Linked DNA regions of Mus musculus: region 2 is linked to region 1. Evidence: chromatin contacts called from public HiChIP or PLAC-seq data. All regions are on one chromosome and are shown on one strand. The core of a region is the stretch at or near the end of the contact, and the rest is flanking DNA. Distances in the headings are between cores, read along the strand shown. Region 1 has its middle 62 kb from the start of Rell1. Region 2 has its middle 15 kb from the start of 5830416I19Rik.

Region 1 (4,011 bases), core at 754-3,253:
TTGAGCTGGGGAACTTTCTCATTGGAGAGACTTGAAGTTTTGCCTTGGTAAGGATGCTGCACGTCAGGGGACATGGAGTTGACATGTGTCATCTTGTGATTTCCAGTCAGTCATTTGGTTGTCATGTCTAGCAGGCTTCAGTATGTTACAGTTACTATTTGTGCCTCTGTAATGAAGAGGGAAGATACTCGGGGATGAGGCTAGTAACTTACCTGTGTTTACCTTTTCGTCTGCTAGCTTTACCATCCATTGGAGGTGACTTCCCCAGGACTCCAATCAACAAGTTACCAAGAGCTTGGCAACTAATGCAATATAGAAAGCTATTTCAGGCCAGAGCTAGAAACAACGTTTCTCCAGGGTTAGGTCCACCCTGTATTCTGAGGGAGGTGTTTGTTAGAAAGTTCTCAGCATTTCCTGGTTTGAAGTTCTGCATCATTGAAGATCTGTGTCTTGAGATATCCTTCTCTGTGGGTATCCTATTCCTCCTTTTAAGGCCATCTGCCCCCTGGCTTAGGGGCCCACTGCAATCCATCATAAGAACTCATCTTAACTTGGTTACATTTGCAAAGATCCTAGCTCCCAGAAGGGTCACGCGAGGCCTATTCTAGGTGTTGAAATTTCAGTATCAATGTGGGTTTTTTTTTTTTTTCTGGGTGCGAGGGAGCAGGACAAGGGCATACAACTCCATTCCCTCGAGGATAGTGCCTGTAATGAAAGCTCTTACAGATTGATGCCTTTGGCACGGTGCTCTCTCTCCCCACTTCCCCCACGCTCCTCTGTCTCGCCTATTTCTAGCCCCTTACTACGTTCTGGCCCAGACGGTGCCCCAGGCTCTTCTTGTTTTCTTGTTCCTTGCCCCAGTGTTGTAGAAAATATTTAATCTCAATTTGAGGTTTCTACCCTGACTTTGACCATTTTTTTTTCCTAGATAAAAGACACAGGGAACCTTTATATTTACAAGCCTTAAACAGCACAGCTGGGCAAATATCTACCTTCTATGCTGTTAAAATATATTTCCTGTTGATAACCCTGAGTTATTACTGTTTCACATGGGCTGCTCTTAACTCCAGTTGGCCAGCCCTCAGGGCTGTGCTTTCTTGACTCCTAACCCAGGGCATCTTACTCCCCTCTCCACCTTTCTCTCTCCCCTTGTGATCATCTCCAACTCCAATGCTGCCGGGAACACTAAGCCCCCACCTATCTCAATTTTGCCCAGCTATAGGCTGTAGGCATCTTTATTCACTAATCAGAAATAACTTGAATCTATGTGGGGACTCTCTGGGACAACCAAGTCTTGCTCCCCTCACACTTAGCATTACAATTCATAGCAACAGACCAAACCTCAACATCCCATCCTTAGGACCAACTGCGAATCTAAGGAGCCCTAAGTCATTTTGCTAGAGAATGGTATTTTTTAAAATAAGGACACAAGCTGTGCTCATTGATACTGGGTGTCGCAGCCTCTGCCCTCTGTATAGTAATCCATATAGTATACACATCTTTGTGTTTCTGTGTGCTAAGAGTCCAAGTCCACACGGTACCTCTGACTCCGTACTTGTTCCATTCATTTTAACCTTATGTTATTTTCAACTTTGTAGGAAACACCACTCTTACTATATAAGAACGTTTTCAATGCAGGCATGCACATTTAGGGCCTGAGGTTCTCTCCACAGTCATTCCCGCCTTCATCTGTGTTCACAGGCACTGTCAGGGTTGGGAATGTGGCAAATCATGGCCAGTCTGGATCCCCTGGTCAGTGCTCTCTGTATCTGGGCTCCTGGAGGATCTATGGTTTTGGGGGTGGGGCACTGTTTATGGTTTTGCACACTTCTGCAATTCCTTCTCAAGTTTGTCTTGCTGGCCAGCCTTGCGCTATCCAAAACTTACAGTTGAAAAAGTGAAGGTTAGGGGACTTACAAATGGGGTCCCCGCAACTTGGAGCTTTGTAGCCAAGTGTTTGACGCTGAGCATCCACCTTACACAGAGATAGCACTTTGGCCCCCTCTTCTGGTTGGATGTAGGAACTGCAGTGGGGCATGATCCGGCCATTTGTGTGTACTGGTGTGCAGAGCCCCCGTGATGTGTTGGCAGAATGAATAAACCTTTAAAAATAAAGGATATCACTAGCTAGCTAATGGGAGTAAAGGAGCGAGTTTGGTTTTTTTTTCCTGATCATTTTTTTTCTGACCCTGTCAATCTATCTTGTTTTTCCCTTCAAACGCTTCCTCACTGTCTGAGGCCAGACAGTGCCTGTGAACACAGATGAAGGCAGGAATGACTGTGGAGAGAACCTCAGGCCCTAAATGCTGTCATAGAAATGGTGTGACTAAGCAATTGGGACTCAGAGAGATAGCTTGACCTTCGATGTAGAGCTGAGCCTTACCTCTGCCACTCACGCTGTATGCTGGGAACCAGGCTCTTGGCTTCTTTGAGGCTTAGCATTTTCCCGAGCCATCGTTTGCACAGTGGATTTGCTTGTTGGTTTACTTTTGCATGTGGATGTGGTGTGTGTGTGTGTGTGTGTGTGTGTGTGTGTGTGTGTGACATGCCTGTGTGTTGTACATTCTCATGTGTGTGGGCATGCATATGTTAATACTGAGTGTCTTAAATTTCTCTTTACTTCATTGGGTTCTCTAACTAAACCCAGGCACCACTGATTTAATTAGTCTAGCTACCCAGCTTGCTGTAGGGATCCCTTTGTGCTTTTTTAAGGAGTAGAAAATTCACACAAAATCGTGATGCGTGCCATAGCCTGCCCGTAAACTCCCAGAAGGCACTGCTGTTTTAGTGGGTATTGGTGCCACTGTTTTGTATGGCTATAAACAAAATACCTGGGGTCGAATGGTTTCAAAGGATAAAAGGCTTAACTGCTCCCAAGTTTGGGAGGTTGAAAAGTCTGAGCTTAGCAGCCACATTTAATAAAGCCCTTGATGTTCACTGGACAATGGCAGGTGCACCATCACTGTAGCAGGAGGGTTTGTGAGACGGGCCAAGGAAGACTCAGAGAAGAGGAAAAACCGCTCTCAGGGTAACCAATGCAACCCCACAAGACACAACTCACTCCTTAATTCTGTCTTGAGACCTGATGCTGTTACTTGAGAAATAAACAGTTTGTTCTTGAGAGTGGAGCCTCCACAGCCTAATGACCCTTTAAGATCCCACGGGCCCTCAACATGATTACCTTGTGAAGAAGGAACGCTAAAAGAAAGAGTCACCTTAATATGAGCTACTCACTTTAAGGGTGATGTGACCTAAAAGTCTAAGTGGGGTCAACTCCTGTGTGTGCACCGGTCAGTATGGGATGAAATAAAGGGGATAAAGTTTGTTCCAGATAAGTGCCTCTGTATTGTAATTTTAATGATGGGTGATAATTGATGATGTAAGTGGGAAAGGGTCACTTTATCACTTTAGAGATGGGTGTAATCAGAAGTGGTTTGGAGAGCTTTGGTGTGTAGCAGTTAAGACTTAGTTTCTAAGATGTTGAATGTGACTTGTGAAAGTGAGCCAGTGACCTCAGCCAAGTGACCAGAAGACAGCTAATTGTGATGGTTTGCCAGGAGCTGGGCAGGTGAGCAGCACTGTATGTCTTAGTGTTGTCTTGTGGTGCAGAGGGAGTCCTGGCCATCGCCTCTGCTTTACACATGGATGTGACTGGAGCAATGGGTCTCAGTACGCCCAGGCAGGATTTGCTTGCAGACACAATTGATGGAGAGGATTTCAGTCCATAATTCAACCAATAGCCATCTCTCCCAGCAAATTACTTTTGAAGTAGTGTGTATATAGTTATTTCATCTTGCTATAAATAAGTAAGCCATAAATAAATAATTTATGGTTTAAATATGACATCCATTTTTACTAGATTGTCACTTGGTTTATGGCTAATGTCATGAAAACCTTTATGAGTCTGGATTTGCAAATTCATAGTTTAAGCCTTTGGCTGCTCTTCAGTCATTGTTTTAGACAAGAAGAACTTGGAATGGAACCTAGGGTTTTGCACATGCAAGGAAAACA
Region 2 (4,011 bases), core at 390-2,889, 120 kb before region 1:
TTGAATTTCCTTAGAAAGTTCAAGATCAGACTTACCTCGTAAAGCTGTACTCACTGGTACTCTCGTTCCCCAGCTGAAAAGTTCTGAATTCATACAGTTGAATCCTTCTTAACAGTCTGCTTTACGGGAACCTTTATTACCGCGACCCGCAGTTCTGGTTCTGGAATGAGGGATCTTCCCTGCGCCAGTCCCGAGTTTTTTCTCGTCCCGGAATTTCTCGTCCCGGATTTCAGCACCAATTGTTATTAGACGCGTTCTCACGCCCGGCCAGGAAAGACGCAACAGACCAGAATCTTCTGCGGCAAAACTTTATTGCTTACATCTTTGGGAGCCAGGAGGGCAAGCGCCCAGCGCCCAGCCCCAAAAACGAAAGCCCCTTCAATATTTTTAGGAGCCAGAGCTCCGGCGCGCCAAAGCGCAGAGCGTGTTCTATTGTTTACATCTTTAGGCAGCGAGCGAGCGCAGGGCGCGCAGAGCCAGAGAGATGCCAGCGAGAGAGAATGGCGGAAACCCCTTCCCTCTTTAGGAGAGTTATATTTCGCCTAGGACGCATCACTCCCTGATTGGCTGCAGCCCATGGCCGAGCTGACGTTCACGGGAAAGGTAGAGTACAAGTAGTCATAAAATACCCTTGGCTCATGCGCAGATTATTTGTTTACCACTTAGAACACAGGATGTCAGCGCCATCTTGTGACGGCGAATGTGGGGGCGGCTCCCAACAGACAGGCATTTCTTTTCTTCTTTCCTTCTATATAAAAGCCAAGCTAGGATCCCACTAAGCGATCATATCTGGTTATGCATCTTCATTTTTATGCTGAAATTAAGAGCAGTAGTATCTCTTTGAAGAGACCATGCCAGCTGTGACTCACCTGATTGTTCTCTCATGGTTCCACTATCTTGCTCCTCTGTCCAGGTAATTTCTCTTCTCTTGGAAGTTAAGTCTGGAGATCTGAGAAAGAACATTTCACTGGTGAATTTGTCAACTTCACATTGGATCTTATCAGGACTCACATAAGGGCAGGGTGTTCCACTGTGACTAACACTGAATGTGATCAGTAGATTAAGGTAGCAACTACCAGAAGTTCCCATCAAAATTCTATTTATAGGACGAGTGGGTTGGCTCAGCCCTAAAGGCACTTGCTTGGCATGCCTAGTGGCTTCAGTTTGATCCCCAGAACCCATGAGGAGGTGAAAGGCAGGAACAGATTTAACAGAGTTGTCCTCTAACCACACAAATGCCCTGGCATGAGCATCCTTCCCTATCTGCACACAGGGACACTCGATAATAAAAAATAAGAATGCGATAAAAAGAAATGCTAACACCACCCCCTTTGCAATAAAAAATCTGTGGAGAATGTCCCACTAAGCACATGCCATTGTGACCTCTGTGAATGGTTAGCCCTTAAGAACAGTATTCCCACCTAGCCCCTCAAGTCTACATTTACATTCCACTCTTCTGAAGTGCTTTCAAATCTTTCTTCTTGTGAGTCCTAGGTTCTAGTGTTCCTGAGCTGTTCTTTCAAAAAAAAAAAAAACAGCTGGCTCTTGCTCAACGTTGTTAGAGAAGTTCTGTAAACGTGTGTAAACATTTCCTGTTGGGGACAGCTGGCCGCATTAGGCTGTGCTCTGCAAACCTCCTTTGCTCTGCATTAGTGACGGTATCTGAATTTTCAGAACGACACAGCCTCCTGAGGCCTCCACTGTTTTCCTGACACAGGGGCTTTCCACCCTGATCAAACACTAAAACCATGTAGGAAGCTTTCAACTTCTGTCCCAGCCCAACCCCGTACCTAGAGGATCAGTAGTTAGGAGGCTGTAGCCCAGTGTAGGTGTGTTCTAGATGATTTCTAGGTGACTCAACTGGGCAAGCCAGGGGCATCCAATGATCAAGCAGCTACTTCAGAAAGGAAAACTGACTATGGCGACACCACTCACCACTAGGGCACTATATCTCCTTCAAGGATGATGGCTTCAGAATTTCACCTCACATGAGAACATGAGGGAGCTTTTAAACTTCCCGAGGGCCAGGTGGCATCTGTACCAACAAAGAAGTATGTCTGGGTGCAGGACAAGACCCTGTCACCTCACCCTTCTTGCCCCTCTATTAGCTCTCTGCTGCTGCTATGACAAATTATCAATAAGTCAGAGGCTTCCAATGACACAGTATCCTCAAGCCAGACATACAAAACAGGTCTCACTGGGGCAAAATTAAGGTATTAGCAGGGTTTGCCTGCCTCTTCCAGCTTCCCTGCAGCTACTGCATCTCCAGAGTTGATGGTCCCTTTCCAGATTTAGTGTCAGTAATGGCAGTCAGGGCTGTGTCTCAAAATTGATCATTCTGTCTTGTCTACCTCTCTATTCTACATGTAGAGAGTCCTGTGAGTACACTGAGCACCTCCAAATCGTCTAAGAAAACAAGTGTTCTGTTGGGAAATAACTAGTTAACAATTTTAATCTAACCTGCTAGCATTGAAATGTCAACAATGTAGAGGTGCCTTCCCCCGCATCCTCATTCTTGCAGTGCTGGGAATCAAATCCAGAGTCTCATCCATCTACAGTATGGGCTTTATCACTGAGCCACACCTCAGCCTTGGAAAGCCATTACTTTGTCTAACATGCAGTGATGGTTAACATTGATTGCTAACTTGATGGGATCTAGGATCATCTAGGATCAAACATCTGTGAGGACGTTTCTAGACTGGTTTAATTGAGGTGGGAGGATCCACCTTAAACGTGGGTACCACCATTCTAAGGACTGAGGTTCTTGGTTGAATAGAAGGGAGAAAGTGGGCTGAGTACCAGGATGTGTCTCTCTTTGCTTCTTGGCAATTGCTGAAATGTGCCCACCTACCTGCTGTTGTCCTTTCTTTGCCTCCATGGTTTATACCCTAAACCATAAGCTCAAGTAAGTTTTCCATCTCTTGCATGCTTCTTCTCAGGTATTTGGTCACAGTGAGAAAAAGTAACACACATGTCCTCAAATAATTCTGCCCCTCCCCCTCCAATAAACATGAAACAGTATGTTTATGTCAATTGCTGTCGTTCTAAATGTACAGGAATCTTATCGATGCTTTATTAACATGGAAACAAGCACAGACCACCTAGTCTCAGTGTCGTCTTTATCTCTCTGGAGTTCTATGTCTTTAAGAAGAGAACCACCCCCCCCCCCATCCAACTTTCCCCTGTAGGTATCTCTTTGGCTAGAACAGGCTCCTATGTATACCTCTCACCCAACACTATCAAAAGTTCCAAAGTACCCAACCTCTTGTCACGGAGACATGATGCTGCAGTGTCAAAATGTGTTGTGCAACATTCGTGGAATAGCTATTCTGGAATGTAGCTAGAGGCTGCAGGAGGGATAGACCTCATTTAGAGCAGACATGGCTAATCACCTATGACAGGAATAAATGCCCACTTTCTGCAATGGATAGCTCTCCACTGGTGAATGTTGTCAGGGATGAGGTGGGTGCCTGGCTATTGGATGGATAACAAACTGCCTGTTTTGAACAAACAATTCAGAGCCAAAAGGAAGAAGAAGGGGAGAAACAGTGCGTTGGAAACCACATGCATCTTGCTTTTGCAATAGGAGCTCCGGTGCTCTGCTTGTCAGCAGCCCTCACCCAGGCTACTCAAGCCCGCTGTCCTGTGCTCAGAGTGAGTCCACCAGGGGCAGGGCTGAAGGGCTGGCTCGACACTCAATCCCCAGTCTGTATCTTCACATGCCATTTGAGAAATCCTTGCATCACTAAAACTCTTTTCTGGGGCAGATACAAACAACACCGTCCTTTCCTTGTAAGGTTCCAATGACAAATGAAGGGCTAACCCACCAGAGTTCACTTTAGGAAATCAGTGAGTTTATTAGACTTCCCTCCAGAGCATAGCCGAGGGACTACTTAAAGAGGTTTGTGGTTCTTCCCCCAATAGGAATCACCTGGAAAGCCCTTACCAGTGTGATTGGGGGCTTTCTTATACTCACAAACATGGAATACCTTCTTGTAGTCTTTTCTGGCC

What was found. HiChIP or PLAC-seq counts read pairs in DNA pulled down with a chosen protein or histone mark.
Region 2: an H3K4me3 HiChIP or PLAC-seq map of bone marrow-derived macrophages shows a contact between it and region 1, with 6 times the contacts expected there. The contact joins two enhancer-like sites. A contact is called at or near these places in 1 of 15 datasets of contacts at CTCF or cohesin (the NIH/3T3 cell line), 13 of 484 Hi-C or Micro-C datasets (DN3 thymocytes, adipose-derived mesenchymal stem cells, bone marrow-derived macrophages and 10 more) and 2 of 115 datasets of contacts at active chromatin or transcription factors (bone marrow-derived macrophages and embryonic stem cells).

The regions. Positions count from the first base shown.
Region 1 is chr5:63,904,658-63,908,668 of GRCm38.p6, reverse strand. It overlaps a transcript of Rell1 not described here. Among named protein-coding and RNA genes, the nearest start is that of Rell1, 62 kb to the left of the region's middle. Within about 2 kb of position 2,003, at least 19 of the 459 cell types and tissues checked have an H3K27ac peak or open chromatin away from gene starts, as enhancers often do. A contact at or near this core is called in bone marrow-derived macrophages and muscle stem cells, where this site is marked.
Region 2 is chr5:64,027,544-64,031,554 of GRCm38.p6, reverse strand. No RefSeq gene overlaps it. Among named protein-coding and RNA genes, the nearest start is that of 5830416I19Rik, 15 kb to the left of the region's middle. Within about 2 kb of position 1,639, at least 126 of the 459 cell types and tissues checked have an H3K27ac peak or open chromatin away from gene starts, as enhancers often do. A contact at or near this core is called in bone marrow-derived macrophages and muscle stem cells, where this site is marked.